2 separate regions of the Sus scrofa genome follow, and region 2 is linked to region 1. A link is a contact called in public Hi-C data. All regions are on one chromosome and are shown on one strand. Each heading gives the region's core, a stretch centred on a gene start, on an enhancer-like site or on the middle of the called end of the contact. The rest is flanking DNA. Distances are from core to core; before and after follow the strand shown. Region 1 overlaps FOXP1 (forkhead box protein P1). Region 2 overlaps FOXP1 (forkhead box protein P1).

Evidence for each region. Hi-C and Micro-C count contacts between places; a contact is called where the count stands out from the background.
Region 2: a contact with region 1 is called in a Hi-C map of liver, with 1.5 times the contacts expected there. The contact joins two enhancer-like sites. A contact is called at or near these places in 7 of 47 Hi-C or Micro-C datasets (adipocytes, alveolar macrophages, embryonic fibroblasts and 2 more) and 1 of 2 datasets of contacts at active chromatin or transcription factors (skeletal muscle).

The regions. Positions count from the first base shown.
Region 1 is chr13:52,439,031-52,444,900 of Sscrofa11.1, reverse strand. It overlaps FOXP1 (forkhead box protein P1), which reads left to right. Exons shown (of 21, transcript XM_021070841.1): 9 at 6-95; 10 at 5,465-5,618. Among named protein-coding and RNA genes, the nearest start is that of FOXP1, 530 kb to the left of the region's middle. Within about 2 kb of position 3,385, at least 24 of the 83 cell types and tissues checked have an H3K27ac peak or open chromatin away from gene starts, as enhancers often do. A contact at or near this core is called in liver, where this site is marked.
Region 2 is chr13:52,703,143-52,709,296 of Sscrofa11.1, reverse strand. The region is part of intron 4 of FOXP1 (forkhead box protein P1); the gene reads left to right. Among named protein-coding and RNA genes, the nearest start is that of FOXP1, 270 kb to the left of the region's middle. Within about 2 kb of position 4,851, at least 5 of the 83 cell types and tissues checked have an H3K27ac peak or open chromatin away from gene starts, as enhancers often do. A contact at or near this core is called in liver, where this site is marked.

The sequences.
Region 1 (5,870 bases), core at 2,136-4,635:
TGTAGCAGCAGCTTCAAGAGTTTTATAAAAAACAACAGGAACAGTTGCAGCTTCAACTTTTACAACAACAACATGCTGGAAAACAGCCTAAAGAGGTACCGACAATACATATTTTACTTTCAAACCGCAGATCCCAGAGGACTATCTAGTGGCTATTAAACTGTCATTCATCTTTTAAATGATTGCACAACTGAGCTGACTCTATCGGTTCTCAGCTATCAGCCCGAGAGTTATTGTCCTGTTTGCTTTCAGATTTTTCTGGGGTTCCATTTGCCGACTGCCACATATTTTATAGCACCACCGCAGGTGTACCTCGTGTGAGCACCGGAATCCTGGGCAGAACCTTCAAGGGCCACTTTTGCGCACTGGTACCACGGAGGGCCAGGGTCCACCTGGGGGAGGTGAGGGGCTCTCAGTACAATTTCACGTGGGCACCCACCACCCTTGATTTCCGCCCCCACCTCCCCAGCTCGGAGAGCTTGGGGTGTGGTCGTGGCCTTTTCCTTTGAAAGAATAATCCCTGATCCAAAAAGTTAGAGCAAGATTCAGAGTGCTCCTGGCTCTCTTTAACTTCTTCCCACAAGCTGCACAGATCACAGTGGCTCAAAGCAGGCTTGGATTATTTGTGTTTTCCCGAGAAGAAGCAGTGCCTGGCAAGAGCGCCTATGTACCCTATGTCTTGCAGGTGCACATAGTGACGGCAGATGCCCCCCACCCAGTTAGGGTGACAGTGTTTGCTCCATGAATGGGAAGTCTCCCCAGGGAGGGTTCCTGCCTCAGCTTCTATGCTCTTCCTTGTGGCTGCAACTCAGTCTGAGTGTCTCTCTGCCTGCACGTGTTATCGTGACATCTTCCTACCCATTCCACAGTTATCCGATGTAACTTATCTCCTTGGGTTTCCACGAGGGACTAGAAATTCTTTCCATTTGAGTGTTCTCCCTGGAATGACAATTTATAGTTTGATAAACAGCGCCCAAGCCCGCTTAACAGTTTCTTGCTGGCCCAAAGCAGGCAGCCACTTGCTATAGCTTAGGGGAAGTCTAACCAGGTGACTGACTGTCAACCCCTGCCCCTCGCAGGAGCGAGGATGCCGGGAAGCCCTCCTTTCACACACTGGGAATGTCCCAGACGTGCCCACTTTGCGGGCTCCTCCCTCTGCACAAATTGGGTACATTTCCCAAGTTTTACCCTAGAGTCCTGTCGAGCTGCCTGGAGAGAAACCCCTGCCAAGTAGGGGCATTTTTGGGGTGAAGGGGAGGAGGTGTTGTCTTGAAAATGCTGACACAACCTTAAGTACGGTGGCGGGCTACCGGGTGCTGCTATAATAAAAAAGGGAACAGATTAAAAAGTGTCTAAAATGTAAATCTAAAGGACTAACAGTAATTAAAATGGAAATGGCACAGGGAGGGAAGGCATGTAATTGTGAGATATCACTGTGCAGAAGGCTCTCAGCTTTGTTTTGCTGGCTGTTTTTCTAATTCAGTAGGGCTTACTCATCAGTGGCAGTTCAATGCGCGTTAATGACTCTGGGATTGCAGGCATCACTCTGGACAAAGAAATGATTATTGTGCGGTCAAAAGAAGTTCAAAGACAAGAAGGGAATTTCAGTTTTTTCCTTAGAGATCCACATTCAAGAGCATATAAATTAAGCCAAATGTTAAAAACCACAGTCTGAAAGCTGACTTCAAAGTCACAACTCTCTAATTAATGAACTGCGAGCTTCAGTTTGGACAAGTTGTGGTTTGATGCGCCCATAAATCAACATGACAGGCCTGTTTCACAGTCTCAGACAGTGCTTGTCACTGAGTCACATCAGATGTAAACACAGCAGAAAAAAGAAGGGATATGAAGGAGGTGCAATTGATCAACAGAATTGGTAAAAACCCACTTTTGAAGCACATTATGCATGATCACAGGAAATGGTTACAGCCTCAAGAGGTTTCCCCTTCTGCTGTTGCTTTTTTGAATCAGATTTCTAACAGCCTTCAAAAGGGAGAATAAGAATTATGGAGTTTCTCCCCTGTGGCTCGCAGGCAATAACCCCCTGTTGTTATTTTGTGCTTCTTTCTTTTCAAAGGCATCAAAATTTAGTTTTTTAAAGATCTTTAACTCTATATTTGAAGACAAACAAAAAAGGGCCGCACTGTCATTCTTATCAGTTACCAGGGATTGTGTTTTTCCTTTCTGTTGCCACTTCTTATTAACCTCTTATTTGGTCTGTTAGACATAGTTTGGAATGCACGTCTGCATGCTGGGAGAACATGAAAGTTCAGATGAGCTCAGAGGGCAGATAAAGAAATGTGAAGGCGAAAGTTACCCAGCAGAAGGAAGGATAAAAGTTAACTCTCCCAAATTGCTGCTGTCAGAAAGGGGGCGTCTCAGGCTCAAGGATGATGGCGGTGCCAGAATTTGGGAAGGGAGCCTGGAGGAGAAAAGGGAAATACTCTTTGTCTGAACTAGGGGAAGGTGGTTATGTTGTAATAGCATTTAGCCTTTAGTGTCTCTGGGACCCTGGGTTTGTGATGATCAGGCTTTGCCAAGTGTTTTGAAGGCAAAGGTGATGTTGCCTTCACATCCTGAGGGGTGGTCTCCTTGGACCCCACTGCTGTGTTTGAGGTGCCCCTGGATGTGGCCGAGATCTCTTGAACAATGGTTAGAGGAGAGCCTTATTTTCCCAAGGTGGGGAGGAAGGCGCCTGGCATTACCATGCAGGTGGGGGCCTTTTGTGCTTCAGTGAAATAGATTCACATGGTAGCACTTACATGCTGTGGACCAGTGGTTATGGTTTTAACAAGGTTTGAACCTGGATGTTGACAGATGGAACAGGTATGTTAATTTACTGAATCCCCAGTCATTAGTGGCTCATAATTTTAAACTGTCAGCCCCTCTCCGCTTCCACCCTTTTTCCCTTTTTTGATCACCTCTGCCGTAAGACGCTTGATCCTGGTCCAGAACAATGTACTTGAGTCTCTCTTTTTCCTTGAAGTTGCCTTGAGATGTTTCCTTGAGAAAGTTAGTATCCCTACGTTGGTGTTTCAACCCAAGACCTTCCTTGGGTGATGGCTGCTCTGTCACCCCCGAGAGCAAGTGTTTAAGTGACGGCTCATTAATATTTGACAGGACGGGTGTGGAAAATATAGAAGGCAGGCTTGATTTTAAGTCAGGCTGCACGAAAAATCCCATCCTGTGCCGGTGAGGTAGCCTCGGTTGATTGTTTTAAAAGGGGCCGTTTGTCCTGGGCAGTTATGACAGTTTATGTTAGGCAGTAGGGAGGAGCCAAAGAAAGGAAAACAGACCTTTGACTGCAGCCCTAGGGAGGGGATCCGAAATGCAAGGTTTATCAGGGCATTTTAGCATTTTAACACTGACAACTGACCTGTTCAGGGGACTGCACGGAGACCTTTTTTGTACGCATTCAATTGTGAGAAGTAAACAAACGGGCTCGTATCCTGTGTTTGGTAACTGGGTGGGGAGCACAGTTTGGCAACCAGCGTTGCTTTTAAATTCTTTCTTTGGACAATGGGCCTTGTATACTTTTATATCCTGGCTTTTCAAACGTGGACAGCTCTCAGGAGCTTTTCCTAGGGATGGCCACAGAGACAACAGAACAGCCATAAGTCATTTTATATAAATACAACATTTCTAAACATTTCATTTACAGTAAGACAGGAAACACCCTCCCCAAACTCCAGCACCCACCCCCGCCCCATGATTTTCTACTTCAAGAAGAGCTAATTCCCTGATCTTTTTATTGTATCAATGTTATTTTTTCTTTGCTTCCTTCCCCCCAACCCTTTTCTTCATAAAATGTCGTGAATTAATATCGGTTGAAGAAGTGAAAAAATCATTTTGACATGAATATAACTATCATTGGGTTTTACATTAATGTGATAACTTGGGAAGGGGTGAAAACAATTGGATCATTTTATGCATGCTGTTCTTAAAATGAAAACACTGGCTTTTCATTTAAATTTATTTAAATTTTTGTTGTTAGTGGTATAGAATTTGTTTTTTGGAGTGAAACTCAATTAACTTTCTCAGTGGCATGGTAGTAAGTCTGAAATTGGTTGCTAATATGAGAATGATGGTTTTTACTATAAAATAAACTACATGGAGACCAAAAGGAAACCACCATTTTTCTCCTCCTTTGAACTGTGCATCAGAAGGTCTTGATACATATACCATTTTATGGATGTATCAGATCAAGGTCATGTGTTAGGTTAAGTGAATGCAGTTGTTTGTAAAGTGTAGTTATGAGAAGCTCTGAGAGTTGTGCGGTCCTTTTGGTTGTGAACGTCTCTGATATTTTGAATAATACTCAGAATTAGGAAAGCAGATCTTGTTCGTCAAGAACCTTTTCTGTCTGTCTCTCTCTCTCTCTCTCTGTTTTTCTGGCTCCAGAACTCCCTTCCCAAGAAGGGTTAATTTTCCTTTCATAATTGTTAGCCATAATGTGGCTAAGACCTCCACCTCGATTTGATTCCTAGCAGATTAAGGATATTAGATAATTTCCTTCTATTTATTGTAATACTGCACTGTATTATCTTTCTATCACTCAGATAATTACTGAGGAAATCTACATTAATTTTTTTGGCTGGAGCAAGGCCTGCTAAACACAGGAATGATGTATTGATGTTTTACACAACAAAAGTTTTCCCCTGTCATTGTCCAATCAACAGAAGGATATTTTATCTTCTCCTAAAGCCCCTCTTTTCAAGAACAAAGGGGGTGGGGAAGCAGGACCAGCAAGCAGACCTCAGGGTTTCTGAAACTCAAGCCAAGCAAAGGCATCTCCAGCTAAAAGTGTCCTTCATATTAAACACTCACAGTCGAGTGCGATGTTGTTTGCTAAATTATGAATGTGTGTAATTAAAATCTAGTGGCTGTTTCTATGAAAGATTTACAATGTTATTTCATCGTTTGTCATGGCTAATTAACAATATTAGATGAAGTTTTTCTTCTTCAAAGGTCTGATTTTTTCTCATTTATTTATGTCAGAAGTGATAAACAGAGTAGTTAAAAGCTTTTCCATGGGCAGGCAGGACGGAGGCAACTTGTTCTTTGACACCTCCAAGGTTCAGGGTTCAAATCCCTCCAGACCTGGAGTGGTACAGCCTGCCTCCGTGGGTGAATAATTAAAAATGTCCAAGTCTAGAAGTTCATATCTTGACTATAGAAACTCAGGCCCTTCACACTGGAGGGCAAGCTGACTTGATTGACGAATTATTTTTCCATGGGAGCAGGCAGCAGAAAGTCCCCCCCACACACACCCACACTCCCTCGCTTGCCGACAGGGCTGATGTGTTCTGTCCCTTTTAAGCCAGCCTTGATGCCAAGCCCCCCAGGAAACCCCAGTGACCCTTCTTGCTCCTGGACAATGACGATGTGTTTAGAAACGTCCATGCCTTTAACCTTCCTCGGGCAGTGGCCATCTCATTTTTTTTTTCTTCCTGATTTCTTCCAGCAACAGCAGGTGGCTACCCAGCAGTTGGCTTTTCAGCAGCAGCTTTTACAGATGCAGCAGTTACAGCAGCAGCACCTCCTGTCTTTGCAGCGCCAAGGCCTTCTAACAATTCAGCCGGGGCAGCCTGCCCTTCCCCTCCAACCCCTCGCTCAAGGTAAGCCTTGATTAGACAGAAGGCGCCACCCTCTTGAGACTCTGGGGCAGAGGTGGGGGTGGCTGGGGGTGGGGGAGTGTCTCCTTCAAGCTCATCATTATGGAGATTGTCCGTTCAAAACAGGCATGTTTTAAACTTAAAGGAAGAACTGGATAAGGTAATGGCGATGGACCTTTATAGAAGCCGAAGTGCTTGCCGATGCCAAAATGAAGATGTGGGGTGGTCTAGAGGCTTAGCAGGATCAAAATGTTG
Region 2 (6,154 bases), core at 3,602-6,101, 260 kb before region 1:
TTTTTCCCTTTCCCATAGATTTCAGCATGTATAATGCCTCAACTCTGCTGTGGAAATTTGGAACATTGGACAGAGAAATATTCCTTTTCCTAAAGAGTTGTAAAAGCAGAGTAGCAAGTCTGAGCTCTTAGAAATTTCCATGGTAAATATAATTTGATTACATGTGTTCGTAATTTCCCTTGCAGCTCAGCCTTTCACTGGCAGAGCTGTTTCACAATGATATATTTCTTTCCAGATTTTGAAAATAAATTTAGCTAAGGCTTGGCCCTGAGATTCCACTGATTTGCCGTCATGACTGCAGGCGCCCATCTAGGTGTGCCCAAGCAGTGAGGTGACTTGGGGAAGAAGGCGAGTCCCTCATGTCTCTTGTTCGGCTTGTCCCAGCCCTTCGGTCTCTCCCTGGGCCCCAAGTAGTGGCTTCCTCCATACATACATAAGCTGGTCCTGGTGGTCCTTGCCTCAGAGCCTTGGCAAAGGACCTCTCAGAGCATGTGGGCTCACAGTCAATGTGGGTAACAGGTACATCAAAGTATTGGCCATCCAGGATGGACACAAGGCATGGCGCTGGGTGGGCAGTGGGGGTGAAGGGTGGGGGTCTCCTCTGTGCCTCTGAGGATCCTAGGAGGTTCAGGGGAGTGGCTAGGGGTGTAATTGGATAGCTTGGGGGCAGAGGCTATTTCCATCTGTGTACAAAGATTTCAGTATTTGAATAACTCCTTCAGGTGACCACCGTGTACCAGGTGAGCATCATCCCGAGTCTCACTCTTCTTCCCAACAAGGGCACTGAGGTCTGGAGAAATGAGGGGAGTCTACCAAATTCTAGTGGAGAATTACTGGCAAAACCAGGAGTAGAAACACTCTCTTGCCTCCTGAAATGCATCTTCTACTCACTTTGCCTCCTCTTATCTCAGATGTGGAAAAATCTCCTTTTCGACTGATTTCAAACCAGAATTGATTAAAAGACATTTTCTTAGGAAACTGCCACTGTGGCACAATGGGATAGACAGTGTCTCTGCAGCTGGAGGGATGTGGGTCTGATTTCCAAACCTCCGCAGTAGATGAAGAATCCAGCATTGTGACGTAGGTCAGGCTCTGGCTCAGATTCTATCCCGGCCCCAGGAGCTCCATATGCCATGGGTCAGTCAAAAAAAAAAAAAAAAAAAAAGAGAGAGAGAGAGAGAGAAGAAAGACTAGAGCATCTTTCAAATTCTTAGGGGAAAAAATATACTAAAAAGAGGTTTGCTTAGGAATAAAGCTGAGCGGGGAAAAAAACCCTGATGTCTGGAGCACTGAAGTGAATAACTTGCTAGAAGAAAGTTAACTTGTTTGGATTCTAGTTTGGATGTGACAGGCTGGCACAACTTAGAGGAACACTTGTGATTCCTGTATCCATTCTCTTGCCTCCTCACTGTTCATAGGAGCCAGCTCCACAACCTCCTTTTGATGTGATTGATGTTTCCAATAGCCACATTCATGAGCCATTGCTTTTCCACATTTGTCGGGAGTCTGAGGCTCCTGTCCCTGCTGTCAGGGACACACCACCTGCATGGTCTCAGTCACACGCTAAATCTGCTTGCAGGGGAGGTGGGGGCATGTTGCGTTATCTCCACTCCCTCACAGGTACCTTTCACAGTGTGTTTGTACTTTTCTCCCAGCTGAGATTTACTCATCTATGCCTTATTCCCTCCACCTGAAAGTGTGGACCACACTATGAGTGTAGAACAAATCTGAATTTTGGTCAAGAGGACCCAAGACATCTTATTTGATCCCCGATGTTTTAGGGGAGCTGTTCTTCTGTCATTGGTCAAGGGAATTCTGGTAAAATAAATCAATCTCTTCCTATTCTAAATGAGGTTTTTGCATCATCATCATCATTATTATTTCTGTCACTGATAAAGCTCCATGCTATGACTGGCTGGGGGTCCTTTGGCCTTTTCTCCACCCCACTGAAGAAGCTCATGAAAGATTGTGCGGTGTGGAAAGTGCCTTAGCAATTAAGTAAAAGAAAGCCTGGTTCATATAAAGAGACTTGTTTCTATATGGAAAATATGAGCCTTTTTTTTTTTTTTTACATGGACCAGGTGTGGATTAGTTCACTGAACCTTTCACCCAGCCGTATTCCCGCTTGTAATTCTTCTGAGGCATAGTTCAGCCAAGTCAAAGAAACATGTTATTAAAGGTGAGCTGAAAGGCATTTAAAAAATAAACAAACTGTTTAAGATCCTAAATCAGTAACAGAATCTATATGCGCAGACTTGAAAAGTACAAGAAAATGTGTTTCACTACCTTTGGGTTTCAGGCCAGATCTTTCTTTTTCCTTCTTAGAACATCACCCCAAAGTCCTTTTTGGTCATTGGCAGGACAAGCAGCTGACGCTAGCTTGGATTGTAGCTCTCTTGTAGCTAATGATTTACCCTTTGCTGAGGTAGGCGAGACCCCAGTCTTAAATCTACCATTCTCCAGTTAATATGAAGGGAGAAACATAAATACTTTGATTTGATTTTAGCACTGTGTTAAGTTTAGAATCTGATAGACGTTTTCTTCTTTTTTCCAACTTGTTGGATGGCACAAAACCAGGTATCATCAGCAACTTGTAGAGATGACAGAAATGAGGCGTGGGAAGTTTTAGATTTACTTAAGTTACGTTTCTCCCTGGTTAGGATAACAGTGGCTATCATTTCTTTATCACTCACTTTGTGCCAGGCACTTTGCTAAGCGCTTTCGTACGTTCATGAATTTATTCCTCAAAAGCATGTCATGTACTGGAATTCAGCCCATTTTATGGATGAGCACTCGGAGGGACAGAGAACTCAAGGAACCATTCACAAGGCCCATAAGCAGCAGAGCTGAGTTTGAATTTCTAGAGTTGAATCTGTGCTTGTAAGGTCTGAATTAGCCTAGACTCAACTCCACTGCGTGATACTAATTTCTATGATACTGAGTTTTAACTGAAGCAGTCCAAGGAAGTTTGAAGAAATACCGATATTTATCACCTACACCCTGGACCTTCCCACTCCCACCCCCTGCCATCACTGTTTTTCCCTAATTACTTTTTTTTTTTTTTTTCTGTTTTCTTTTGGTTGTTTTCACATGACTGCTGCTTCTGAGCTTAGGACTGGGTACCATTTGAATCCTGTTGTACTGCTTCTCCCTGGATTCTCTTCACCTTTCATTGTGATTGTAGGATGGTGGAAAGGCATTCTCCCACTTGTAAAGTCATTCCAAACCCAGGAACAAAGGAGGGGAGGTATTTGGGGGGAGGTTTTGGGGTCTTCCTGGCACACCTTTTTACGAGGTAAGCAGTTCCTTCCACTGGGAACGGGAAGCCTCAGCTCCCCAGAGTGGATGCAGTGCTCCTTTCAGACACTTCCAGTGAGCTGACAAGAATCACCCCCACCCCCACCCCTGCTGCTTTACATGACAGAAAAGGGAGCGAGTTCAGGCAACAGCTTCATCTAGTGCACTTTTGAGTAGCTTTGCCTCGTTGAAGACCATATGCTGAGCTTGTCAAAGTCATCTGCCCGTTTCAGCCATTCTTGTTTTAGGAACGTTAACTCTCTGTATTGGGGAAGCAGTGTCACAGGCAAACAGCCGTGCTGGGCTTCTACCAAATGTCCCTCCTCCTTTGTCATGTTCTGGGGGCATTGGGTGGCACTTTATTGTTATCAGTATTACAGGGTCCCCAGCCTCAGTGTAAACGGAGCATCCTGTATGTATCAGAGACCTTTCCAGCTAAGGAGCCAAGAGGATGAGCCCCATAGAGTTCTGATCACACCAGTATTTCTCAGTGTATTTCTAATGGGAGCTAGAGAGATGGGGAGCTTTGGGAAAGCCTAGAGATGGAAGCTGGGATCTGCAAGTGTCCGAGAATTCAGGAAGAAAGGCATGGGAAAGGAAATGGGCTGAAAAGGAGCCAGGAAAAGTTGCCTCATCATTTGACATTACTCTGGTGGCCGAAAGGTAAGTGGCTACTCTCGGGTCACTTGCAACACGGTGGGCACATGACTGCCAAGTTTTGCAGTTTAAGGACTAATAAAGTGAGAATGTGGGTAATACTGGAAGAAGGTGCTTTTCAGGGAGAGATCCCTGGGAGATCCTCCCAGCTAGAGTGACCACGTGAGTGGGTTCGTTCTTTTTTGTTTGTTCTGTTTTTGTTTTTTGCGTTTTGCGGCACATGGAAATTCCCAGGCTAGGGATCAAATCAGAGCTGTAGCTGCTGGCCTACGCCACAGCCACTGCAACACCAGATCTGAGCCGCATCTGGGACCGACACCACCACTCATGGCAGTGCCAGATCCTTAAACCACGGGGAGAGGCCAGGGATTGAACCTGCGTCCTCATGGATGCTAGTCGGGTTCGTTACCACTAAGTGGCAACGGGAACTCCTGAGTTCATTCTTGAGTGTCTTTGTTTCTGGGTCAACATGCCCACAGGAAAGTTGAATTCTGGAGCTCCTTTGCGGGTCTTTTCTATGTGCACCCAGAGTGTTCGCCATTGCACATAGAATGATAAGAATATAGGAGCTGCAGTGAGATACAGATTTGATTTTATTTAGTTCCCACACTGGTCCATGGTGTTCATTCCATATGTATTTAGAGAACAATGACCATAAATAGCTACTCTTCGGTGCTAAGAGCCAGCATGTATGCAAGACAGATGAAGTGCTTGCCTTCATGGAGTTGATATTTTGATATTTTGTCCCCAACTGAAATGCACAGAGTCGAGATGATTCTGACTAGTTTTGTCTATTGCCTAAACGTTCCCAGAAAAACCAAACAAAATGTTTCGCCACAGCTTGGAACCGCCAGGAGCCAGATGTGGCCACGGGAAGAATATCTCCGAGAGCTTGTCATCTGGCTCCAGCTGTGCTAACCTAGGCCTGGTCGTCAGCCACAAGTTGTGTCTGCCAACTGGTGGCCAGACACGACTGCAGGTTTAAACAATTAGCGGAATCCCTCACCCGGTGGCTGGATTCACTGTGTGTGTCCTAAGGTTACCAGCCACCCTCCAGACCAGGAGCCTCTGTGGTCCCAGGCAGAAACACCCACAAGAGGACCAGAAATCAGCCCCTGGGGAAAACAGCCGAGGCCTTCTTAGATTAGAACATGGAGAGGGATGCAGGGGAAACCACTGTCAGCAAGAAAAGAGACATAAACCAGACATGGTCCCCACCATGTGAGTCTTGATTCCAACCAAGCTCTTGCCTGACTCGGGATCCCTGCTTCTAACCTGCCCCTGCAAAAAAGCAGAGAGAGGAGTTGGCCTGTGGGTTTTCTCTTTTCCCAGTGACAGTTATTTTTCACCATTGTCTCTTTCTGAGACCCATTTATGATGAGCTATGTTGATTTAACCTAAAACGCAAAGTGTTTTTTTTGTTTGTTTTGTTTTTTGTTTTTTGCTTTGCTTTTGAGGGCATATGGAGGTTCCCAGGCTAGGGGTCCAATCAGAACTGTAGCTACCGTCCTACAGCAAGACCACAGCAACATGGGATCTGAGCTGCATCTGCAACCCACACCACAACTCATGGCAATGCTGGATCCTTAACCCACTGAGCGAGGCCAGGGATTGAACCCGCAGCTTCATGATTCCTAGTCAGATTTGTTTCTGCTGCACCACAATGGGAACTCATCCAGGTGAGGTCTTAATTCCCACCTTCGAAAGCAATTGGCTGACTCCGGATGCACCACAACTTTTTCAGACATCTCTTGTACCCGCTGGCCCAAATATGTTTATACATAAATACAAAGCTTCAGCCTACCTGCTGGGAACGATTTATAAAATGTGGAGTCCCTGGCTTAATGGAGCAGGCAGTCTCTGCTGTCCTGTGGGAATATGATGATTTTGATCACTCATAATCGTGCACATTCCCGATACCACAGTCGTGGCTCAGTAAATGTAGAATGAGCAGAATAAGGAAAACTTCTGGGCAGCCTGCTAATGTTTAAGGACAGTGACGAAAAATGAGTGAGGTTATTTCAAATAACGAATGAGGGATACAGTCTACACGTTAGAGCAAAAACGGAAATAAAGGTTTAATTGGAATAATTTGAAGATTCTTTTTTGATGTCCACCTCTAGTGTCTGATGATCACAGGAAACAGAATAGCAGAGAGGAAGCTTTCAAAAGGGGGATTCTTTTGAGCCTACACACATAG